Linked DNA regions of Drosophila melanogaster: region 2 is linked to region 1. Evidence: chromatin contacts called from public HiChIP or PLAC-seq data. All regions are on one chromosome and are shown on one strand. The core of a region is the stretch at or near the end of the contact, and the rest is flanking DNA. Distances in the headings are between cores, read along the strand shown. Region 1 holds the start of ps (pasilla). Region 2 holds the start of RhoL (Rho-like).

Region 1 (5,093 bases), core at 1,396-3,895:
AGGTGGAGATGAGCTACAACTTTGATTAGCATGCCAGATGCAGATGAGAGAACGAAACGAGAGATGTAGGAGGAAAAAACAGAGTGAGAGAAAGAGATCGGCCAATCAGCAGTACATATTCAAACCCATGTAGGAATAGGAATATATTCATTCGCATTCACATTCCGCGTAAATATGCTCCAAAGCAATTTCATTCGATTGCGCAAAGGGGAAAACTTTAAAGTTTAAATTCAGTCGAAATTCTACAATTCAACTAGATTCCATAAGCTAAATAACTATTTACAATGAGTCAACCAAAGATTTGGGTAGTTAAATAATTTGAATCATTCAACGGGGAATAAATGTTAACAAAGATGTTGAAATAAATTGAGTCATATTTCCTCGTCACATATCAATACGGATACTTTCAATGTGAAAGATACAAAAAAAGAAATTTCCCTTTCTGCATTAGAAAATTCTGAGAACCACAACATGTACCTGCCTTATGTTAAACTATGCTTAATCCAAGAACTTATGACTAGTTTGAAATATATTCACCTTTCTGCAAGGAGTCGTGCATTCAGCTGCAATTAATTGAGTGTGGGTATAGATAAGAACACCTATATATGGTACTTTAAGCGCTGACTGGCTTACGCAGTACGGCTTTACAATATGTTTTAAACTTTTTTGACTTTTTAACTTTTACTCGTTATGCGCTTTCCTTTGCTTTTTTCTTCGTTATTTGGGTAATTCAATTATTCAATTATTGTTTCATTTCGAGACGCGACAGTGGTTTTTGCTGTAGTTGTTGTTGTAGTGGATCCTGAATTTATTTTGGGACTTTTTACTTTTCGGGCTCAGCTGCTTCTGTTGTTGCTGTTGTTGCTCGCGGTTTAATTTAGAACAATTACACACACACACATATGTTACCGAAGCGAAGCGCAAAGTTTTTAATATATATTTTCAAAATATTTAGCGCCTGCTTACGCCTTCCCTTTTGCACTGCTTCATCCGCCTTTGCTTTTTACGTTTTTCCGTTCAGTTTTCGTGCGCGTCTTGTCTCAGCGTGCTTTTTTTGATTCTAACGACAACTTTGCGTTTGCTGCTAGCAGCTGAAAATTTAACATTTTTCCACTCTCTCCGCTCTCTGCGCTCCGCTCTGCTCTCTGGCGCTCTTTTGTATCTGTGTGCCACGTACACGTGCCCGTCCGATCACATTTCTATCTAACATTCGGACTCGGGAATGTGTGTGTGTGCGTGCGTGTTTTCTTTGTCCGCTTTGCATTTTATACATTGATTTTTAAATTCGAATGCGGGAAAACAGCTTCGCTCTCGCGCTCTGGACTTTTCTCACTCTCTCTCTCTCTCTCGTTTCGCTTATTAGGGCACTAGGTTTTTCATGCAAACGTTGGAAAATTGCTGCACGTTCCTGCACACAACCACACGCAAGTCAGCGACAACTTTTGCATTTCCTGCGCCAAAAACGCAAAGCTTGAAAAATAATATCGCCTTGAACGAATTGAACTTCTATCGCATATTTGCCATTCAAACTGTTTATGACATAATAATTGAGCAATGCCATATGTTGAAAAGAGCTCAAATCGGAAGATGGAGCGAGAAATAAAAGGCGACAGTCTTAGAACGAGAAAAACTCGTTGTTCGAAGCGAGCAAACGAAAAACATTTAAATAAATATATAAATTATGTATACGCGCTGTGTGCGTTGCGTTTTATCAGCGAATGAGAGGGACGGTGCGAGAGAGGGAGAGAGCTAAAGCTTCACACAGATACAAATTGGCGCACGCTGGTGTGCGTGAGCTGCTGCTTTGACACACTTTTATGTGACGTCGTTAATTTCGTTTTCTTTTTTTGGTGTTCTCGTTCTGGTTCTGCTGCTCTTTTCCACATTCTTTTATACCCTCCTCTTTCAAGGAGCTTTGCTTTTGAACATTTCATAGGGACGGGAAGAAGAAGACGAGTTGGAAATTCAAACACATGTTTGCCCGTTTTCTATTTTCCTTATCCAATCAGACGTTTGCGTTCCAGTTGGATTTTCGTTTTCAGGTGTTAATTGAATTTGTATTTCAATTTCTGTTACCTCCGCCTCCTCCTTCTTCACCACCATCTCTTCCACTTCTTCTACCAGTATTTATGTAACCAGCATGAGCGAGCGAGAGAGAGATGGAGAGAGAGCACATGCCAGGGCATAGATACTTTTTTTTGGCATTGAAACAAAACGTAGTTCACAAAAAGCACACGCAAACCAGCACACGACACGCGCACACAGATACACGCCACGAAAAAAAGAACTTAGAACAAGAACAACTCAAGAACCCAGCTTAGACACACACACACACACACTCACGCACACATTCGTACTTGATTTAATTAAATTAAATTCCAGTCCGCCTCAAAAAACAACAACAACAAGAACTAGAGCTGCAGATACTCTGCGATTTAAGCGACACTGTGTGTTTTATTATTCGTTTTAGTTGGATTTTATTCCTCGTAATTGTTTTGAACCACTTTTGTTTAGATGCCTTGTTTTTGTTGCAGAACTTGACAAGCAAACACACAGGCAGCCACAAACATATAAACAAACTCACTGGCGACCACGATGATCTGAATCTGACGCTCTGACTCTGTGACTGAATCCAACTGAACTGAAATGCGGATTCCAAACTTGAAAACAGCGAGCTGACTGAGATTTTTGTTTCTGTATAGAAAAATTCCGATGGTCGTCGTTGAAGAGAGCGCGAGAGCGTATCTTACAGATACAAATACGAATTCGGATTCCGATTCGGATTCGGTTTTGCTTTCGTTGCTCGTTTCGGATTTTGAAGAGAGCGAACTGCGCAGCGATTCGCTCTCTATCCAAAACAACCACTTTACACTCAATCCGGATTTCCATTTCCATTGTGCATTTTCCAATTCCGCGCTCTTAGTATCTCTATCTCTGTAGGTCATTCTGGCAATAATAGTACCCCGCACTGGAGCTGATAAGATTGCATTCTGTTTTTCATCCACTAAAACTATAACTCATGATTATGGCTTTAATTAGTCGTCTCAAAAGCTCGTTTCATAATCCACATAAATTCAAAACTTAATAATGCAAAGATCAACTGTTTACTAACATTCATTACTTACAATATTAAAAAAAAAATTAAATGTAATGTTAAAAATTAAATTAAAATGTATTTATTTTAGTTTACTGAGAAAAATTAAATATTCATAGAAAGTGCATTCATAACTTACCAACAACACGATTCTAACTAAAGCCTAAATGACGATTTTGAATAGTAATACAAATCCTTTCCTTTTTCGAATAAAAACAGTCGTTATGTTTTTAGTTTAGAATAGCACGTAAAAGTCGATTCTAAATGAGACTCAATTTTATTCAATTTGTAAAAAACAAACGTCGAGATTAATATCATTGCAGTTGCGTCATTATCACTAAGCCTACTTTACAGTTAAACGTTAGTTATAGTTACGATTCATTGTTATAGGCAATAACCCCATTGGGGATATCGAGTACAGACATGTATTGCTTGCTGTGGGACTGGATGGATATCACAAAAAAACGTAAAAAACTAGGGGAAACAGAGTAAAACGTGTAGTTACACGGGGGTGCGAAAAATACACCGCTGCGTCATAGGATTGAATTTCCAAACCCTCGTGTGGAAGCTTGAATAAATAAATGATACGTAGTATGGATTACGCATTACGTCTTTCGGTGCAGTCAGTGCTTAAGTCGAACATTAAACGAAGATTGCCTGTATTGCAGTGGATTAGCGTCCGAGATTCATAGGTTGTGAGATGGTCGCTTGGCTTCAGTTTCTGCTTTATCCTTTGCCATAACACGTTGCGATCAGCTTGAGTGACTGCTCACATAAGCGGCGGTTTCCATGGGGCACACTTCCGGCGCCACCATGCCATCCAAGTGCTCCAAATTCTGCAGGAAAGTCAGCGTCGTGCGCTCGCATCTCGCCACATTCGGCAGTAGGTGGCACACATCCAGCTGACGAACGAACAATTAGTCAAACAATATTGTTAATTATAAATAAATACCATTTCCACTTTCTTTGATATTAATATAATAAACTTCTAAGCTCACCTTCTGTGTATGCTCCTCTGGAGTGCCGCATTGCATCAGATTGGTGCGGTGCAGAACGTAGCCTACTCGCTGGGTTTTGGCCGAGCTCTTGGTTAAGCGTCTCATCACCGACACATCGAGATCCTCACGAGCCGAAGGATGATCGCCACCAAATTGCCCCTGTGCCCCGATCCACTCATTTTCAGCGAATATAAACTTGTCCAGTGGATCCAGCAGTGACTGCGATGCTTTGTGAGCGGCACTTGTCAAATAGCCGGCAGGATGAAGCTCTGACGGTCGGACACAGTTGTTAACCTTCTCCAGCACCAGCCGATAAATATGCAGCACCGGCTTGTTGTCCAAAACACCCTGTCCCAGGCCGCGTTCATCATCGCTGGCCAGGCGACGATCTTGCATAATCTCTAGCTCGCCCGAGGCCAGAGAAGATCCACCCAGCGGTTGACCCGTGAGGAGAGTGAGTCGCGTATTGGCATCCTCAATGAACATACCAGAAGGTATGGGATAATAGTTGGCCTGCAAAGGTAATTTGTCCAAACGCCGCCTCTTGATAAATTGCAATCCATTGAGATCCGTGTAGAAGATATCGCCGCTGTCGATATGCGTCTCCAAGCGCATCACGATCTCCGTGTTGTCCAGTGAGCCTATATCCACCAGATTGCGAATCTCAGGTGCACCACCGCGCATTATCGTCTGGTGCACCACGCTCGGAAGTCCCACGCTCACGGACGACTCCAGTTTGCCCTTAGTCACCAGGACCACTGGCTGGCCAAGCTCGACTGGCGAAGCTGGTCCATTGGGCAGGAACAGATAGGCACCGGATCTATCGCCATGCGATCGAACGCCATACTTGAGGAACTTGAAGTGCACCGGTACATGTGGGCTATCCTGAGTAAGCTGAATGGACTTAAGGAGACCCTGCTCCGAAAAGGCCAAGGTGGGTCCGTTACCAACCCGCAATGAGATCTCTCGAGGATCGCCAAACTTCACATCCTCCGGATATT
Region 2 (5,093 bases), core at 1,032-3,531, 85 kb before region 1:
TTTCCATTCACGGCGAGCCCTCGAAGCTTCAGCTCGCGCTTCAAATCCGCCACCTGGAAAGGAACACATAATTGGGATCATCTCCTAATATTAATCTTTTAACTTACCTTCATTTTAGTCACGTCGCTTTCAGGCATTTTCTCAATTGTCGAACGAAATTTACTTAAATGTTGTCAACACCCCGTACAGTTAGTTAGTGATGAGATAGTTGCTGAGCACACACATGTTATCGATTTCTTAAAAGTAAAGAATGAGTGTCGTGATACGATTGTATTCGAATCATATTTATGCCTAGCTCATTTGTTTAAAATTTCGTTGTGAGCAAGTTTTATTTATTTATTAAAAAATGGTCTTTTAAATGGTTATCTTGAAAGATCCGAAAAAGAAAAATGAAATAATAATCTTTTAGCTATGACGTGAACCAAAGAAGCGGTAAAATACGGTCCGACTTGTTATACATATAAACAATCAATCAAAAGAAAGATTGATATCGGAGTTAATTTCTTTAAATTTTTCGGAAGCCTGTCCTTATCTTCCAGTGTGACGGCTGTTTTTTCCTCTTGCGTCCAATGAAGAATGAAGAATATCTTAATTAATCTACATATTTTGGGCATGCTTAAATTTCCATTTCTTAAGTCATGGAATCAGCAATATAAATTAGAGATCTTTTACGGGCTTTTTTCTTTGTTTTCTAATTTCTGGTGTTCATTTATTGTGTTTGTAACAATCTAACATCTGTTGAAAATTATAGCTTCCTAAAGCTTTTTGCCAAATTCTCGTTTAATCCTTGGCAACAGTTTGTCAGATGTAGGTTTCTTTTATTTATTTTAGGTTTCCAACTAAGGTGCAATGCCCCGCAGTTTCTGAACACTGCCACATGCGCATTTGATTGGGGATCACTCCTAGCCTTCCACGATTGTTATTGGATCTAGTTATATTTGTTTTTGTCACTTCAGTCCTCCCCCCCATGATTCGCTGTTCCAGGCCGCTTGCACGAGATAAGATATAAAATATGAGTGCTGTTCAGAAATAGCAACACTGCACTCCGCTCCCTTCGGTCCGGACAGACCGGAAACGGGAAATGGAGACACTCTGCAACATTATCTGGTCTCGCCCCTTGGCTATGCATAGTCGCCCTTTCTAGCCTGCGAATTTGATTCCTTACAGTATTTCACCCTGCGACCTTGGGAACAATTTGCATCCCAGCCACATTGAGTTACTCCTGTGAGTGCTCCTTAGTGCTCCGCCGCACCTGCTCATATCTTTTGGTACAATTCCCATTGTCAAGAGTCTTCCAGAAGTATCTTTGGTGTTTGCAGTAGTGGCACACATGTTGCTCATGTGTTCGCTTAAGTAGCTATCCCTAATTGGAAATGCTGCACATTCATATTTGTGTATTAATAATTTTCCGGCTCTTCTCTTTGCTGTGACCGCCCGACTTTTTGGGTCTGGGTCGAAGCCTTTGTCACTTGACCTTTATTCTTTGTACGGCAGTGACTTGCCCAGTGCAGTGGTAATTCTAATTAATGTAGTGCCCCATCAACGTGTCGGCTAATTGAACTCATGTACGCCAGTGCCACATACTCGCAGTAAACGCATTTTATTCGGTCTAACCCGCAAGGCGGTTCTTTGGCTTAATTACCCCTACATCGGACAGATATAAAGCCCAGTTTGGAGGCACGCACTTGCGGAATGTCGTTGATTAATGGCTTATGCCAGATACTCGGGTTGCAGGGCGGGATATTACGCAACAGGATTTGTAGCTCACAAGTAGCTTTAAAGTAGTATTTTGCGTTCTCAGTTAAGTAATTGCGTGAGTAGTTCAGTCTTAATAATTTGACGCACTTCGAAGTTTGATTCAAACGTTTTATTCGTAGTAGAAAATGCGTAAATAGAAGTAACTAATTTATCATTATGAACTTATTTATGGTGGTTTTTAATCATGGGCTTATTTATGTACTTATATGAGCATTGAGCTTCTGTATTCTAAAAATAAGCATTCAAACCAAAATGTTATCAACTTGAATACGAAACATTAAGTTGGAATTGCAGACATCACATCATTTACTCAAAAAGAAATGCAAAAATATTTATAGGGATTAGAAACCTGGAGCTGTAGTTCGCCAAATTCTTCTTATCCAAACCGAAACCTTTGATAAGGAAACATTGTGTGCCAAGTGCTAAGAGAGAGAGCTGCTCCACCGCGCTCTCTTCGTTCGCTCTTCGCGTATCTGCGAGCTACTCGAACTCTGCGAGCTAAACGAATCGGAATCGCCAAAGGTTCAGTTGTTCGACGACATCGCGTGCGATCGGTTGTTGCTATTCGTTTATCCGGTTTTATACTCTCGCCGCCGCCAGTTCGAGTAATCCACATCCACACTGCGATCAAGTCGCACGTCATCGCCAGCCAGACGTGTTGTTCGATTGATTATTGCAAATAGTACGCATACGGATAAAAGTACGGGCACACAAGTCCCGTATCTAAAAGTACGTCCAGTTCAAAGCGTCTACGCAACACTCGTATCCCACTAAGTTCATCCTCGCCAGCAGCTAGCTGGCCAAATGTCGAATCCAGCGCAGAATGAATTCAATAACACCCAATTGCGACGACCTTGCGATGGTGTGGGCGCTCAGTGGGTCTGCGATTGCACGAGCTGTTAAAATAACAACATTTATCTTTGGCTGTAAACACTATTAGCATAGATCTCACTCACTGGGAGAGTTATCTTCGTGATCGTTCCTCCTTTTTCACCATCACCTGAGTCACTTTGTATTGCGCTCACGTCACCGCACCCCCCCCCCCCCCCCACCAAACCTCCCCCGATCCGACCGCCCATCCGTCCACAGCTCTGGAATGCCAAGTTGTTTCGGTTTACGATCCCAACTCTCTTGCTCTCGCTTCCTCTTCCAGTCCCAATTCCAATTCCAATCGCTGTTGTGGGGCTCTCTTATTCTTCGGGGATCTTGGCAGGCGACTTGATTCTCCACCATAATGGGCTCGATACCATTTTTAGTTATCAAACAATTATATGGTTACACAGCCATTTAGAGGACGTCGCAGGAAACCGAGTACGTGAATCGCCTGTCGCCCCAATCCAATACAATCCATAATGTCGCTAATCAATTCATTGCGACCTATGGCACAATAAACACTCCGCATTAACCTCAATTAATTTACCTAATTGGCAGCGCGTGCCCTTGCAATCTGCCCGGATCCAATCTGATTCTGGGGATTCGATGGCTCCTCTGACCAGGTAACCATGGGTTTTCGCCATGGTTCCACATCCACTTATCGCCGTTGCTCTTTCAAGTCCAATTCCCTATGTACACCGCATTCACCGACATCTATCTTATCTAATCAGTTTATTAAATACAAAAACCCATGCGAGAAACCATAAAAATACATGCACATATACAGTTCGTATATTTTTCGCAACAAGAAGCAGAGTTGAATAAAAGTGTTTTTTTTTCGCTTTGGTGTAGAATAGAAATAGGTGTCTATATAGAAATGTACCTACCTATATAGACGATTTGGAGTACCAATTCGATCTGGTTTTGGGCGTACGATTAGTTATACTGCTGCTCCACTGCAAGTTCTAATAAAACGAAATTCTTAAGAAACTCAAGCCGAGTAATCTTAGTTATATAAAAGAATTACCTACATTCTACTGACGTCGCTTCACATTCGTTATTGCGGAATTATTTAATTAATTGCGTAGTCGGATGATCCATCTATACGTATAATTCACTTATTGACTAACTCCGCCTTTGTGTAACTGAGTTATTTGTGGACCGTCTGCTATATGGGAACGGGAATCCAACTGATGCATGCACCCATTTATTAAGGAGGCTGATAAGAGACGCCTCCAAGACGAGGTTTGAACTGGAGTGACCCAAGTGAATTGCACATGAATACGAGTAGCCATAGTGCAGATGTGTCGCTTTGAGACCTTTCCTCATCTTGGGAAATCATCGCCACCGAATCAATGCAAAGAAAGAGAGAGTGTGAAATGTGACAAGTCTTGTTCTTGGGACAAGATTCCGAGAACGACGAGTTCGTAACTTGATATGAAAAGTTTACAAGAGGCCAAGCCTGTAGATAACAATGAACTGGAATAAGTTGTTCACGGACTGCCGGGCATGTGCACTTCATGTTTCAAGGGAGTGCATTAAATGCACAGCAATTATGTTTAAATAATTTATTATGTGTATTAATTACGAGCCGCGCGCTCTCGCTCGATACAGTTTCATTTTCATCATCATCGGCCAGCGAGCTTGATAAAGAGTTTCCGCTGTTTTCCGAACTGATAGAAAGGCATAAGTTATGATGATGATGCGGCATTGTACAGGGTAGCAGGGGGGTATTGCCACCCACTTGGTGGCATGCCTGGAAAGTTTCGACCATTGCTCGCACACCTGTTTTTTAATCCACAAGTTTACATCGTGGAACTGAGGAAACTCATTCACGAGTTTGCTTCCTACGTGTTGCTTAATCAGCTGGTTGTATAAATAGAAGAATTCGGTAGCATTGGGACTTAATTATTTGCACATTTCTGTAGTCACTAAAACAGCACCCAAAGCTGTTTGTTTATAATAATTTAAAACGCGTCCAAAGAGGCCAAAACAAAAGTGTGCTGTTTATTTAGTTTCGTTGTTGCTCTCTGGCCAAATTTGTGTTTTTGTTCGCTTTATTTTTTTTTCGCCCATTTTTGCGCTAGTGGCTACCTAATGGTCAATTGTTCATTTGGATTTGTTTACTAATTTGGCAACAAAAGTAGAGAAAAAAAAGCACTGCTTCTATTTGGGGATTCTGCTGCCATTTTGCTGGAACGAACTCATCCGATTTAAATTTGGTAACGTCATTCATACAGAATTGGAATAAAATTTGTTCAGAAGCTTGATCGTTGGAATACATTTAAACTATTCAAGGCTTTAGGAAAAGTTTACAAAATCAATCAAAAAATGGCGAACCTAAAAAAGCGAATAGCACTTAACCCCAACTTGAAGCCACTCGCATCAATGATGGGGGGCTTAATTGTGTTGACCCCGGCATCAAAGTGCCCCAGTCAAAGTTCAGCATCTGTGGATCGCGT

What was found. HiChIP or PLAC-seq counts read pairs in DNA pulled down with a chosen protein or histone mark.
Region 2: a contact with region 1 is called in a Psq HiChIP or PLAC-seq map of the Kc167 cell line, with 6 times the contacts expected there. The contact joins the promoter of RhoL here to the promoter of ps in region 1. A contact is called at or near these places in 36 of 107 Hi-C or Micro-C datasets (the D17-c3 cell line, the Kc167 cell line, the ML-DmBG3-c2 cell line and 14 more) and 3 of 6 datasets of contacts at active chromatin or transcription factors (the Kc167 cell line and the S2 cell line).

The regions. Positions count from the first base shown.
Region 1 is chr3R:9,415,492-9,420,584 of dm6, reverse strand. It overlaps ps (pasilla), which reads right to left and starts at 2,645. Exons shown (of 7, transcript NM_001202270.2): 1 at 2,585-2,645. It overlaps alpha-Man-IIa (alpha-Mannosidase class II a), which reads right to left. Exons shown (of 5, transcript NM_079567.3): 4 at 4,093-5,093; 5 at 3,321-3,996. The coding sequence ends at 3,847.
Region 2 is chr3R:9,499,769-9,504,861 of dm6, reverse strand. RhoL (Rho-like) reads left to right here and starts at 2,281. Exons shown (of 4, transcript NM_079568.3): 1 at 2,281-2,487. CG8149 reads right to left here and starts at 206. Exons shown (of 2, transcript NM_141641.4): 1 at 108-206; 2 at 1-53. The coding sequence starts at 137.